Linked DNA regions of Sus scrofa: regions 2, 3 and 4 are each linked to region 1. Evidence: chromatin contacts called from public HiChIP or PLAC-seq data. All regions are on one chromosome and are shown on one strand. Each heading gives the region's core, a stretch centred on a gene start, on an enhancer-like site or on the middle of the called end of the contact. The rest is flanking DNA. Distances are from core to core; before and after follow the strand shown.

Region 1 (2,700 bases), core at 191-2,690:
TGCTAAAAATAAGGCAAAGAAATATGGTTATCTTTACCATATATTTATTCTATCATCCTGATTACTGTAAAGCCTTCTGGACTATGTACTACAATACGTATGATCTCTTAGGACAGTTCCAGTAACAAAGTATATGAAGTATAGGCAGTTAATCTGGACAAGGACATATCTCAACTACTTAGTAACTACATCTAATTCGCTTGGTTTTACCTGGGTCACTGATTCCACAGAGCCAATGTAGGTGTCTGGGCGGAGCAAAATGTGTTCCAACTGTGTTTTCTTTTGATAGATTCTTTCTATAGACAATCTTTTCTTAGCCTCTTCATTTTTCTTTGTTTTGTTGACTTGCATATTTTCATTTACAGGCTGGCAATTAAAAAAAAAAAGATTGAAGAAAAGCGATTTTGAATCACAGGTTTATCAGAAACTGTTCACAAAACACCTACCACAATGATCTGCTTACACACACCATGACAAATCACACGTTTTGAGGAGGTGTGGGTGGTGTTGACATCGTTTGTGTACAAACGTGGTGGTTTAAGTTATCTGCAGCCAGGTTCCTGGGTGTCAGCTTAAATGGGCATGTTCTCTAGCCCAGCGTAACTATCTGACACGGAAATGCGTTCACATCTTAGATGCCATCCATAGAACACACCCCCTTCTTTCATCTACTCTGCACCTATTGACTGAGGGTCTACTGGGTCCCAGGCACGTAAGAGATTCTCCTTCAGCAGCAGTTTGGGACGCTATGGAGTCCACCTTTTTTTTTTTTTTTTTTTTTGGTGCCGAAACCCGGGACCGAACCATGGAGTCCACCCTTTAGGCACATTAACGTCTTGAACACAGGAGGGGCATATTTTGAGCACTCGGGCTCCGGAGTGGGAACCCCGTGCCTTGTCCAGCGCCTCCCCAGGTCAGGGAGGTCCAATCCCATTTTCAGCCCGAGGGTAGATGAGGAAAGCATCTGTCCGCGCTGCATAAAGCCCCACGCGGCCCATTATCCCACCACCGACTCCAGGACCAATTGACTCGCGTTCTCTAGAAACAGTGAAAACACAACGCCACACCCGTTTAGCTGATGTTACTTCACTATTAGCACCACAAAGGGGTCTCAGCCTCTTCGCGATCGCGCCGAGCCCAGGGGACCCGGGCCCATGCGGAACGCCGGCGCCGAGCCCGCGGCGTCGGGACCGCAGCCGAGGCACCTCCCCCTCTCACAGGCAGCAGGATTGATGCCAGGCCGCGCTGAGGATCCGCGACGCGCCCCCTTCCACGAGCTGTACCTGAAGTGGCGACACCTCCATGGTGACGGTCGTGAAGGGGCTCGACAACTCTGCGAGCGACTAAACCGGCAGGACCCTCGAGATGGTCGGGAAGCTAGCCGCTTCTCCACAGACGATCGTCGGTTAGGAGAGAGCTGCCCCTCCGTTTGAACCTTCAGCCAGCCCGCCCAAACCAGAAGAGCCAATCCCTGACGCTCTCTGACGGCTTCCTTCCCGATAAACCAATCAGAGCTAGTCTTTTATATTTACCAATGAACGGCTGAGATGGCCGGGGGCCGGTTCGAATGAACCAATTAGGCAAGGGAGGCGGAACTAGAAGATCTTTTTCAAAAGGCACCACTTGGAGTCAAAGCGGAGAGACAGACAGGGAATTTGGCCAATAAGTAGGGCTGGTTTGTTCTCGGTGTGTAGCTCTTGAGGGGAAAGGGGTTTTCTGAGTTCCAGGGTGGGAGGAAAGAGGGGATATTTATACTTCTTTGAGATCCCTGGAATCTAAAGACCGCCCTCTATCCTGAGGCGTTTTTCTTTTTCCTTTTTTTAAACGAGAGAAACGGGAGTCCCAGCTCTGTTTCTTGAGGAAACTGAGCCTGGCGATTTGGTTCAGTTTAGCAAGTCGTCTCTGGCATCTGCCTCAAACCGTCTCCCCCACCCCACACCCGCCCCATTTATTTTTGCGGAAACAAATGTGGTACAGTTGTGGTTTGGGTTTTCGTATAATCGAAGGGCATAAGAGAGACCACACAAAAGAGAGCAGCGTTCAAGGCCCCTTGAGATCGGCGTGGGGCTGTGACTGGTCGAAGAGAATAGCATAGTCAGAGCTCAGGGGCTGAGGATGGTTTAGGGGCCTTTCTAGAACTGCAGCTGTTTCCTCAGGTGGCCGCCAGGATGCACTCCTACTTGTTAATTTGCTTTCCTCCGTGTTCCCCTGAGCCCTGCAGTCCAGATTTGACGAAATGCCAAAGACCAAAGCGTTTATTACTCTGACGTCTAAATGTTTGAGTGTGTTTCTTTTCTTTTTTTGCTTTTTAGTGCCGCACCCGCAGCATATGGAGCTTTCCAGGCTAGGGGGCGAATCGGAGTTGTAGCCACTGGCCTACACCATAGCCACAGCAACGCAGGATCCAAGCCATATCTGCGACCTACACCACAGCTCAGGGCAATGCTGGATCCTTAACCCACTGAGCCAGGCTAGGGATTGAACCCTCGTCCTCATGGATCCTAGTTGGGTTTGTTAACTGCTGAGCCACAAAGGGAACTCCTGAGTGTGTTTCTTCTGGACTCCTCAATCCACAATGTTAAAATGACAGAAAAAAAAAAGTCGTTGCCCTTATCAGATGCTAGAAAAAAAACTGTGCAATTTGAATGACTATAAATTCCATCTGAACCACCTCCTTCCAATCAATATTCCCTGAGTTTC
Region 2 (2,700 bases), core at 89-2,588, 190 kb before region 1:
CCCTCTTCTTATTTGGTTCATAAAATGCCTGGGGAGCTACGAGCCACTCCAACCAGTTTCCCCTCTTAGCCCCAAAGATATTGGGGTATCCAATAATGAGAACCCAGGAAACAAATACTCGGCTCTCTAGTCCAGCTTTTTAGCCAAAAGTGTGCTTTCTCCTTTTTAACTGTTCTTTTTTGCAAATCCACAAACAGATGGGTGTGCAAAGCTTTATTTCTATGAAGACATGCTCTTGCACACATAGGACCAGATAGGTACACACAGTGACACACGTGCATGGCACACACCCTGTTCAGTTCCACCACCACTCCCAGCCTTTAACATTCCTGTTGCTGCCTGGTTGGTGCACAGTAAACAGGGGTGGGGCATTGGCCAAGGAGCCTCAACCCATCTGGTGCCTGGTGCCACTCCCCACCTTGTTACCTTAACCTTGATGTGCTTACACTGAGCATGTCTCTCTACCACCCTCCTTCTGGAACGGTGTGCCCTTAGGGGCAGAATGCTCTGGGCATAGGCATCAGGAATAAGATTACTTGGAGAGCAAATTTGGTATTACTTTCCTCACTCTGTGGTTATGTCATCTCTGGATGGGCTCGCTCTCTATGCTGGATGGTGTTAGTTGGCAGTTCTGGAGCTTGTCAACCATCTCTAGGGCTCTGCTTCCTCCTGCTGCCAGCTAGGCTCAGGTGCCCTTGTGCTCCTGGTCTCCTCCCCCTTTGCCTACTGTCTCTTCTCCTCACCCCAATTAGACCTGCCACAACCTGCGGCTCCCAGCCTGGCTCCTACCTGCCTGCCAGTACCTGCCTCTCACAGGCCAGGCCCTCACCACCTATTGTGCCCTACCAGAAAGGGCAGATGAGTACTGCCTCAGGTTTCAATGCCAGTTCACCCGAGGCCTTTCCAGCCCTTCTAACAGAAGGAAGATAAAAACCACATATTCCTCAGAGTATGGCAACAAGAGTACATTATCAAGATCCAGAGTGATGGACAACCAATCAGCAATTTTTGGAGGCCCCACCCGAATACAGGTAGGTGAGTCAAGCAAAGTGTGTGGCCTGGTTCTTTGCAATGATACCAAGAGTCCTCGTAGGCCTCAAGCCAGGAACCCCCTTTCAGTGGGTAAATTACTCCCTCCCCTTTGCCCTGAACGTCTGGATCTGCCCCGAGTCTAATCCCATTCAGCCCCTTACTGTTTCCCTCGCTGTCAGCCCCTGCGCCCAAGTTCAAGCCTCGCGCGGCCTAGGGGGCGGGCCCATGAAGGGCGGGGGCGGGGACTGGGCGGGGACTGAAGGAGGGGGCGCGGCCTCAGTTCTGCCACCTTCCCCCCGGTCAGGAGCACAGCCGCCGCCGCCGCTGCCGCCGCCGCCGCCACCGCCGCGTCTTCTCAGCGTTGCGCACCACCCGCTGCCTTTGCCGCCGCAGCCCGGCTCCGGAGCGTAGAGCGAGGGGCACCGGCCCCGCAGCCTACCCACCCTTCGGGCCGCGTGCGCTGCAGCCGGCATGGGGGGCCACTAAGAGCAGGCACTCCTTCCCTCTGGCACCCCCTCCGGCCCCTGGCCACTGGACTCCGGCCAGCGAGCCTCGGGCACCTCTGCCCCCAGTCCGGCGCCTGGCACGGCCCTCCGCTCTGCCCCTCCGGCTCTGAGCATCGTGTCCCCGCCCCCCCCCCGCCCGCGCCTGGGACACCTGGGTCCTCCGGCGGCCCCGAGGAGAGGGGCGGGGGGGGGGCATGAAGCCGCTGGAGAAATTTCTGAAGAAGCAGACGTCGCAGCTGGCGGGGCGAACGGTGGCGGGAGGTCCCGGCGGGGGTCCGGGTAGCTGCGGCGGGCCTGGAGGGGGTGGGGGACCTGGCGGGGGCGGCGGTCCAACCGGGGGACCGCGGCCACTGCAGCGGCGTCAGAGCGTGTCTCGCCTGCTGCTCCCAGCTTTCCTCCGGGAGCCCCCCGCCGAGCCGGGGCTGGAGCCGCCCCCTGAGGAGGACGGGGGCGAGCTGGCGGGGGTCGCGGAGGAGCTCAGCAGCAGGGGGCCCTGTTGGCTGCAGCTAGAGGAGGTGCCAGGGCCCGGACCGCTCGGGGGAGGGGGGGCCCTGCGCTCCCCTTCCTCGTACTCCTCAGATGAGCTGTCCCCGGGCGAGCCCCTGCCTTCCCCACCCTGGGCCCCCCTGGGCGCCCCCGAGCGGCCGGAGCATCTTCTGAACCGGGTTCTGGAGCGGCTGGCTGGAGGGGCCACCAGGGACAGCGCTGCCTCAGGTAAGGAGTCGGCCAGCTCATCCATCCCCCAGTAGGGGGTCGTCCCCTGGTTGCTCTTCCTTGCCCTTGGAGAGTGGGGGTGGCGCTGCGCGGAGCCTCGGTGTGGGGTTGAGTGGTCTGGTCAGCTGAAGTGGGCTAGGGGCCTACGGGAGGGACAGACCCTTCTGCAGTGGAGAAGTGGCAGTGCCACCTTCCTCCCTGTAGCAGCTTCAGCCAGTGGCTGGGGAAGAAGCTGAACCTCTTTCTCTCCTTAAGCCACCTCTCCTCTCCCCCGGACATCTTATCCAGCCCTTCCTAGGTCCCTGATGTTGACTGCGTCCTTCTGTGGCCCCAAATTCGGGCCTGACATGCTAAGATGGACGCTGCCCAGACCAGTCAGTGTGGCCCCCTAGAGGTGGCCAAGCCCTGAAAGACCTTCCAGGAGTCCCCAGTTCTGTTTAGAAGCCCC
Region 3 (2,700 bases), core at 177-2,676, 240 kb before region 1:
TCCTTAACCCACTGAGCAAGGCCAGGGACTGAACCCGCAACCTCATGGTTCCTAGTCGGATTTGTTAACCACTGCACCATGACGGAAACTCTGGTACTGAAAGTCTTGACACTGAAAAAGATCACCACAATCTATGTGCCTCTTGCCATACAACCCCCTCTCCCCTTCATTGGTATCCCTAACTTCAATAAAATCCCCCTTGCAGATCTGAGGCCATAAAGTCTGGTAGAAGAAGGCTGGGGCTCTCTTGGCTTCTCAACACATTCACACCTATTTATCTCAATTTTCCAGTGCTTTATGCTTTGGGCCCACAAGGCAGAGATACAGTTTTAATTAGAGGTTTTCACATTGGGCCAAAGAATGTTAGTCATCTCCCTCTCCATATGGACTGAAGAAAAAAAAAATCCCACCTCAACAGAAAAGAAAAACAATCAATTAAAACTATTAAGAGTTTTTCCACGAGGAATTCTGTGAGGATTTGTTGGCTAAAGTTGCCTGGAAGTTAAGACGGACAGACACATACACACAAGGAACACGGAGAAGATGAAGTGCTCAGCATAAAATACCCTAAATTATTCCTATTCTGGGTAAAGGTAAAAATGCCTTCCTTTCTTCAGTCTTTCATGAACCCCCAGAAGATGCTAGAAGTGACTTAAGAAGGCTGGGGACATGGCCGTTGGGAAAGAACTGTTGGTAGCTGGCAATACTTCATTTCAGGGAGGTGGTGGCAACAACTCCCCAGGCAGCAGACAGCAGGGATTTTCCTTCCTTGGGGAACCAGAGGTCCCCTCCGTTTCTGGTCTGGATCCCTTAGAGACAAAGAACTTCATTCTCTCCCATACCAGTGTGGGGCTGCTGGGGAGTGCAGGGGGTGGAGGGGTTAGAATTCTATGCCCAGAAAACACCCACAGGAGCCTGCATCCTGACTCCGGTCCAGGAGGCGTGCGGGGCTGCGGGGGCCGCAGGGCCCCTCTGGCGAGGGCCAGACGGGTTGCCAAGGTGCCCCGGGAAGGGGCCGCCCAGCGCAGGGCGGGTACGTGGAGCGCTCGGTACACTTCCACGGAGGGCGCCTCAGCCTCCCGAAGCCCCCTTCCTTGCTCTCAGCCCCATTCTCTCGCGCTCCTCTCTCCCGGGGAGCCTCCGCAGTCGCCCTTTCTTCCCTCCTCCTGGCCCTCCCCCGGCTCGCCCCTCCCCCGGCAGCCCACCTTCACCCCGCCGCTCCGCCGGCTTCTGGGTCCTCGCCCCTCATCCCCGGCCTCCCCTCGCCGGCCCCCGCGCCCGGCGCCCCCGCGGCCCCCTCCCCGCCCTCCTCGAGGCGGCGGCGGCCCCTTTCACAATAGCGCGGCCCGCCTCCCTCCTCTCGGCTCCCGGTTCGCTCCCGCCCGCGTCCCTCCCAGCGCATGCGCCCTCCTGCCGGCGGCGGCCGCGGCGGCGGCGGCTCGGAGCGGCTCCGTTTTTTTAAAGGGAAACGCTGAGGCGCCGGGGGTGACAGTGGGGGAGGGGGACTCGGAGCCCGGAGACCCCCAGGGGAGGCGACAGACCCCCTCCCGGAGTAGGAGGGCTTTGGGCGGACCCATCCCTCCCACCCCCTCCTGAGGAGGAGAGGGGGGAAAATGGAGGCTCGGGGCGGCTGAGGCGAGCTCCGGGGCGGGGGGCCGGGGCGGGGAAGGGGGGTGTGGGGTGGGGAGACGAGGCGGGCCCGGCCGGGCCAGGGGGGGCCGAAGCGAGCTCCGGGGATGAGCTCGGGGCGGCTGGGTGCGAGCTCCTGCCTCTGAGGCGAAGGCGGCGGCGGCGGCAGCAGAGGCGGCGGCGAGGCCCCCATGGGCCGGCGGCGGGCCTCAGCCGCGGCCTCCACTTCTCCGCACGCCGGCGGGATGGCGCCCGGGCCCCGGAGGAGCCGCGCTAGCCGAGGCCTGCTGCCGCGCTGCTGAGGCGAGCCCGCCAAACTCCCCTCCCCCTCCTCCGTCCTCGACCCCCAGCACCTCGCCCCTTCCCCACCCCCTCCTCCGTCTCGGTCCCCGGCGCTGCTCCGGACCACTATGACCATGAGATCCGCAGTGTTCAAGGCGGCCGCGGCCCCTGCCGGCGGCAACCCTGAGCAGCGACTGGACTACGAGCGGGCTGCGGCGCTGGGCGGGCCCGAGGACGAGCCCGGGGCGGCCGAAGCCCACTTCCTCCCCCGGCACCGTAAGCTCAAGGAGCCGGGGCCCCCGCTGGCCTCCTCCCAGGGCGGGAGCCCCGCGCCCTCCCCGGCCGGCTGCGGCGGCAAGGGCCGGGGCTTGTTACTCCCGGCCGGGGCGGCCCCCGGGCAGCAGGAAGAGAGCTGGGGCGGCTCGGTGCCCTTGCCCTGTCCGCCCCCGGCCACCAAACAAGCTGGCATTGGGGGGGAGCCAGCGGCAGCCGGAGCCGGCTGCAGTCCCCGACCCAAGTATCAGGCGGTGCTGCCCATTCAGACGGGCTCTCTCGTGGCGGCGGCCAAAGAGCCTACGCCCTGGGCTGGGGACAAGGGTGGGGCGGCTCCCCCAGCTGCCACCGCCTCGGACCCGGCGGGACCCCCACCACTACCTCTGCCCGGGCCGCCACCCCTCGCGCCCACCGCCACCGCCGGGACCCTGGCGGCCAGCGAGGGCCGATGGAAGAGTATGAGGAAGAGCCCTCTCGGGGGTGGCGGCGGCTCGGGAGCCTCCAGTCAGGCCGCCT
Region 4 (2,838 bases), core at 126-2,625, 220 kb after region 1:
ACAGGCAGGAAACTACTGAGTCAGGTGCAGATTTCCTCCCTGCTCACTTTCAGGTAGGCTGTCAACGTCCAGTAGGCCTTGCTGTGGGGAGCCCTGACAATAACTGCCACAGACTCCCTGGTACATCACACTTGATTGTTAATACTTTAAAATTACTGATCTCCTTTGCTAGACTCTAAACTCCATGAGTGAACTTGTACATTTGTCCACCACCGGATCCATCCCTGGATCCGGCGCCTGGCATAAAACCCTAGATAAATATTTGAATACCTTACACCGGGACAGGCTTATTACTTACACCATCTGGTTTCACAGTCACAACTACCAACGAGATGTGTGTATTCCCATTTTACAGAGGAAAAAAAGGGAGTCTCAGCGAGTTTAAGTAACCTGTCCAAAAACACACCGCCAAAAAGCGCCAGAGTTGGGTTTCAAACCCAGGCCAGTCTGTTTCCGAACCACATCGTGAGTCCTCAGCTCGCTGCCTGAAGCAAGGGGAAACAACCTTCCTGGGGGTGAGGAGCACGGGCTTGGCTTGCCCCAAGGGCTTCCTCTGAGGTCGTATCCTTTAGGTTTGTTGTGAAGGATGCACTTGAGCAGCAACTCTACTAAAGAGGAGTGGGCAGGGGTGCTTTGATCAATTTCGCGGGGTTAGTGGAAGGGGCGCATCTGGCCGCTAAGAAGGAGCCCCAGATGGGACTGCTTCCCCACCCTCGCTCCGCTAGGCCTCGGAGAGGCCGCAACTGGCCCCTGGCTCCGGCCCCGCGGCCGAGCCTGAACCCCAGCAACCCCGGGGAACTCCGGGTCCGGCCAAGCCAGGACACCACGCCTCGGCACCCTCCCAACCCAGTCCGGCCCAGTCGGGAACACTCACCCGCGGGCAGAAAAAGCGCCCGCAGCTCCGGCCTCGCTTCCCTTTGTCCCGCGCACGCCCCGCCCCTCGCGTCCGGAGCTTCCGCACTCGCACTTTCAACACTCTTCTGAATTCCTTTCCAAGCCCCACCAGACTCTCTTTAGAAAAATAAACCTTCTCGAGGGGGCGCGGTGGTGCTTAGTACAGTCAAGGATTTTTTTCAGGCTCCATGTGTTCCTCAAAACTCCCCGAATTTGGGCATTTGCCAGCCGGCGCCGATTCGTCACGGCGGAGAGGGCGGAGGTGGCCCGACCGCGGGGCAGGCCCGGACCCCGGGCGGTGAGGAGCTGGAGCGGCAACCGGTGACGCGGCGGGAGGTGCGAGGCTGCGCCGAGGGGAGGTGGGAGCGCGGCCTCGGCTTCCCCGCGCGGGGCCGGAAGGCGGCGGGAAGCGCGCCCGGCCGCGAGCCCCGGAACCACTGTGGCCGCGCGGGCCGCGCGCCACCCGGGCGAGGCTGGGGCTGCGCACGCTCCCGCCTCCGCGGGCTTTTTTTTTTCTTTTCTTTTTTTTCTTTCTTTCTTCCGGTCTTCGTTCCTGTTTCTGTGGGAGCCGGAGTGTATACGTCAACAAGTCGGGGATGGAGGCGTGGAGCGCCCGGTTCGCCGAGTTTGCGTTGTCCCGCGCGCCTCCCAGGGCTGCCTGCCTTAAAGGCCGGGCAGGAGCTTGGCGAAAGCACCGTGGCACTTTTCTAGGTCTCCCAAGCGCGAGCCTGGTGTGACTGGCACAGGTTTCTGATCCAAGGCCCGGAAATGTTAATCCTCTTGCCCCAGGTTGTGTACCCTTGCAGCTCTTGGCAAGGGTCCCTGTCCCAAGGCGCCTTGGCTCATTCGGTTCCCTCCCCTGGGAACGATGGTTTTCACTTTTTAGCTTAAATGCAAGTGACCTTCTGGATCCAGCTCAAATTCTGTTTGTGATGCCCTTCGGAAGCTCTCTTCTCCACCCTTAATCCTTCCTCTAACTCCCAAGGTTCTTTGGTAGCATTATTATAGACTTTACCTGATACATTGTATCAGACCGTCTTTGTCATCTTCCGTTTAACAGGAGAGCCTCCAAAGCAAAGGTTCAGTCTTGATCATCTTGGCATCGCCAGTACCCAGGAGGAGCTTGACTCATTGTCAGATGATCAGTAAACACGTTATGGAGGCAGATTCTGGCCTAGACCAGGGCTCTTTCTACTAAATCATAAATAAGTTGGTTTACTGAATGGATAGTAGCCTTTCCTTGGATATATAAACACTTGGCCGATGTTGCAGGCCACAGTGGAGGGAGAAGGATCTGAAATTACCCGAAAACACTGTTGACGTTTAGAGTGACTGCGTGAATTCCTCTGCTACCCTTAGCCGCCATCCGCCATCCTGAGTGTGCCATCAGAGACTAGGGCAACTCTAGAAGTCTGCCAAGCCAGAGAACGAGTGACTCTCTGTCTAGTTCTTCCACCTCCAATATTTTTATACTCATGATTAGAGATGAGTGAAATTGAAAAGCATATTGAAGGGAAAGACTGAAAAAGAAATCATCAAAGGATGACGGGCAGCCTGAGTGGTGCTTGTGGTAATGTACACGAAGTTGCTTTTTTAAAATATAAAGGCATTGGAGTTCCCTGGTGGCCTAGTGGTTAAGGACCTGGCATTGTCACCCAGAAAGCTTTGCACACCACAGGCACAGCAAAAGGAAAAAAAGAAAAAAGAAAAAAAAATACACCCTCCCCCCACACACATACATATGTATTCATTCCTGGGTGCTAGGAACAAAGCATGCTAGTGGGAAATGGGTGGCACAAAGATGGTGGAGAAGGGAAGAAGGGGATCTCAGAGGAGCAGTGACATCGATATCTTTCTCACCTGGTCTGTAATCAGATGTCACTTTCTCAGATTTTTCCTGACCTATTTAAAATTGCAACTCATTGGCCAATCTCCACTCTATTC

What was found. HiChIP or PLAC-seq counts read pairs in DNA pulled down with a chosen protein or histone mark.
Region 2: a contact with region 1 is called in an H3K27ac HiChIP or PLAC-seq map of alveolar macrophages. The contact joins the promoter of RAPGEFL1 here to the promoter of TOP2A in region 1. A contact is called at or near these places in 1 of 47 Hi-C or Micro-C datasets (embryonic fibroblasts) and 1 of 2 datasets of contacts at active chromatin or transcription factors (alveolar macrophages).
Region 3: a contact with region 1 is called in an H3K27ac HiChIP or PLAC-seq map of alveolar macrophages. The contact joins the promoter of MSL1 here to the promoter of TOP2A in region 1. A contact is called at or near these places in 1 of 5 promoter capture datasets (fetal liver), 3 of 47 Hi-C or Micro-C datasets (embryonic fibroblasts, epiblast stem cells and heart right ventricle) and 1 of 2 datasets of contacts at active chromatin or transcription factors (alveolar macrophages).
Region 4: a contact with region 1 is called in an H3K27ac HiChIP or PLAC-seq map of alveolar macrophages. The contact joins the promoter of SMARCE1 here to the promoter of TOP2A in region 1. A contact is called at or near these places in 2 of 47 Hi-C or Micro-C datasets (epiblast stem cells and skeletal muscle) and 1 of 2 datasets of contacts at active chromatin or transcription factors (alveolar macrophages).

The regions. Positions count from the first base shown.
Region 1 is chr12:22,000,040-22,002,739 of Sscrofa11.1, reverse strand. TOP2A (topoisomerase (DNA) II alpha) reads right to left here and starts at 1,440. Exons shown (of 35, transcript NM_213884.1): 1 at 1,284-1,440; 2 at 211-366; 3 at 1-2. The coding sequence starts at 1,304.
Region 2 is chr12:22,194,479-22,197,178 of Sscrofa11.1, reverse strand. It overlaps RAPGEFL1 (rap guanine nucleotide exchange factor-like 1), which reads left to right and starts at 1,338. Exons shown (of 11, transcript XR_002337116.1): 1 at 1,338-2,252.
Region 3 is chr12:22,236,283-22,238,982 of Sscrofa11.1, reverse strand. MSL1 (male-specific lethal 1 homolog) reads left to right here and starts at 1,426. Exons shown (of 9, transcript XM_003358056.4): 1 at 1,426-2,700. The coding sequence starts at 2,040.
Region 4 is chr12:21,782,947-21,785,784 of Sscrofa11.1, reverse strand. SMARCE1 (SWI/SNF-related matrix-associated actin-dependent regulator of chromatin subfamily E member 1) reads right to left here and starts at 1,375. Exons shown (of 11, transcript XM_021067015.1): 1 at 875-1,375.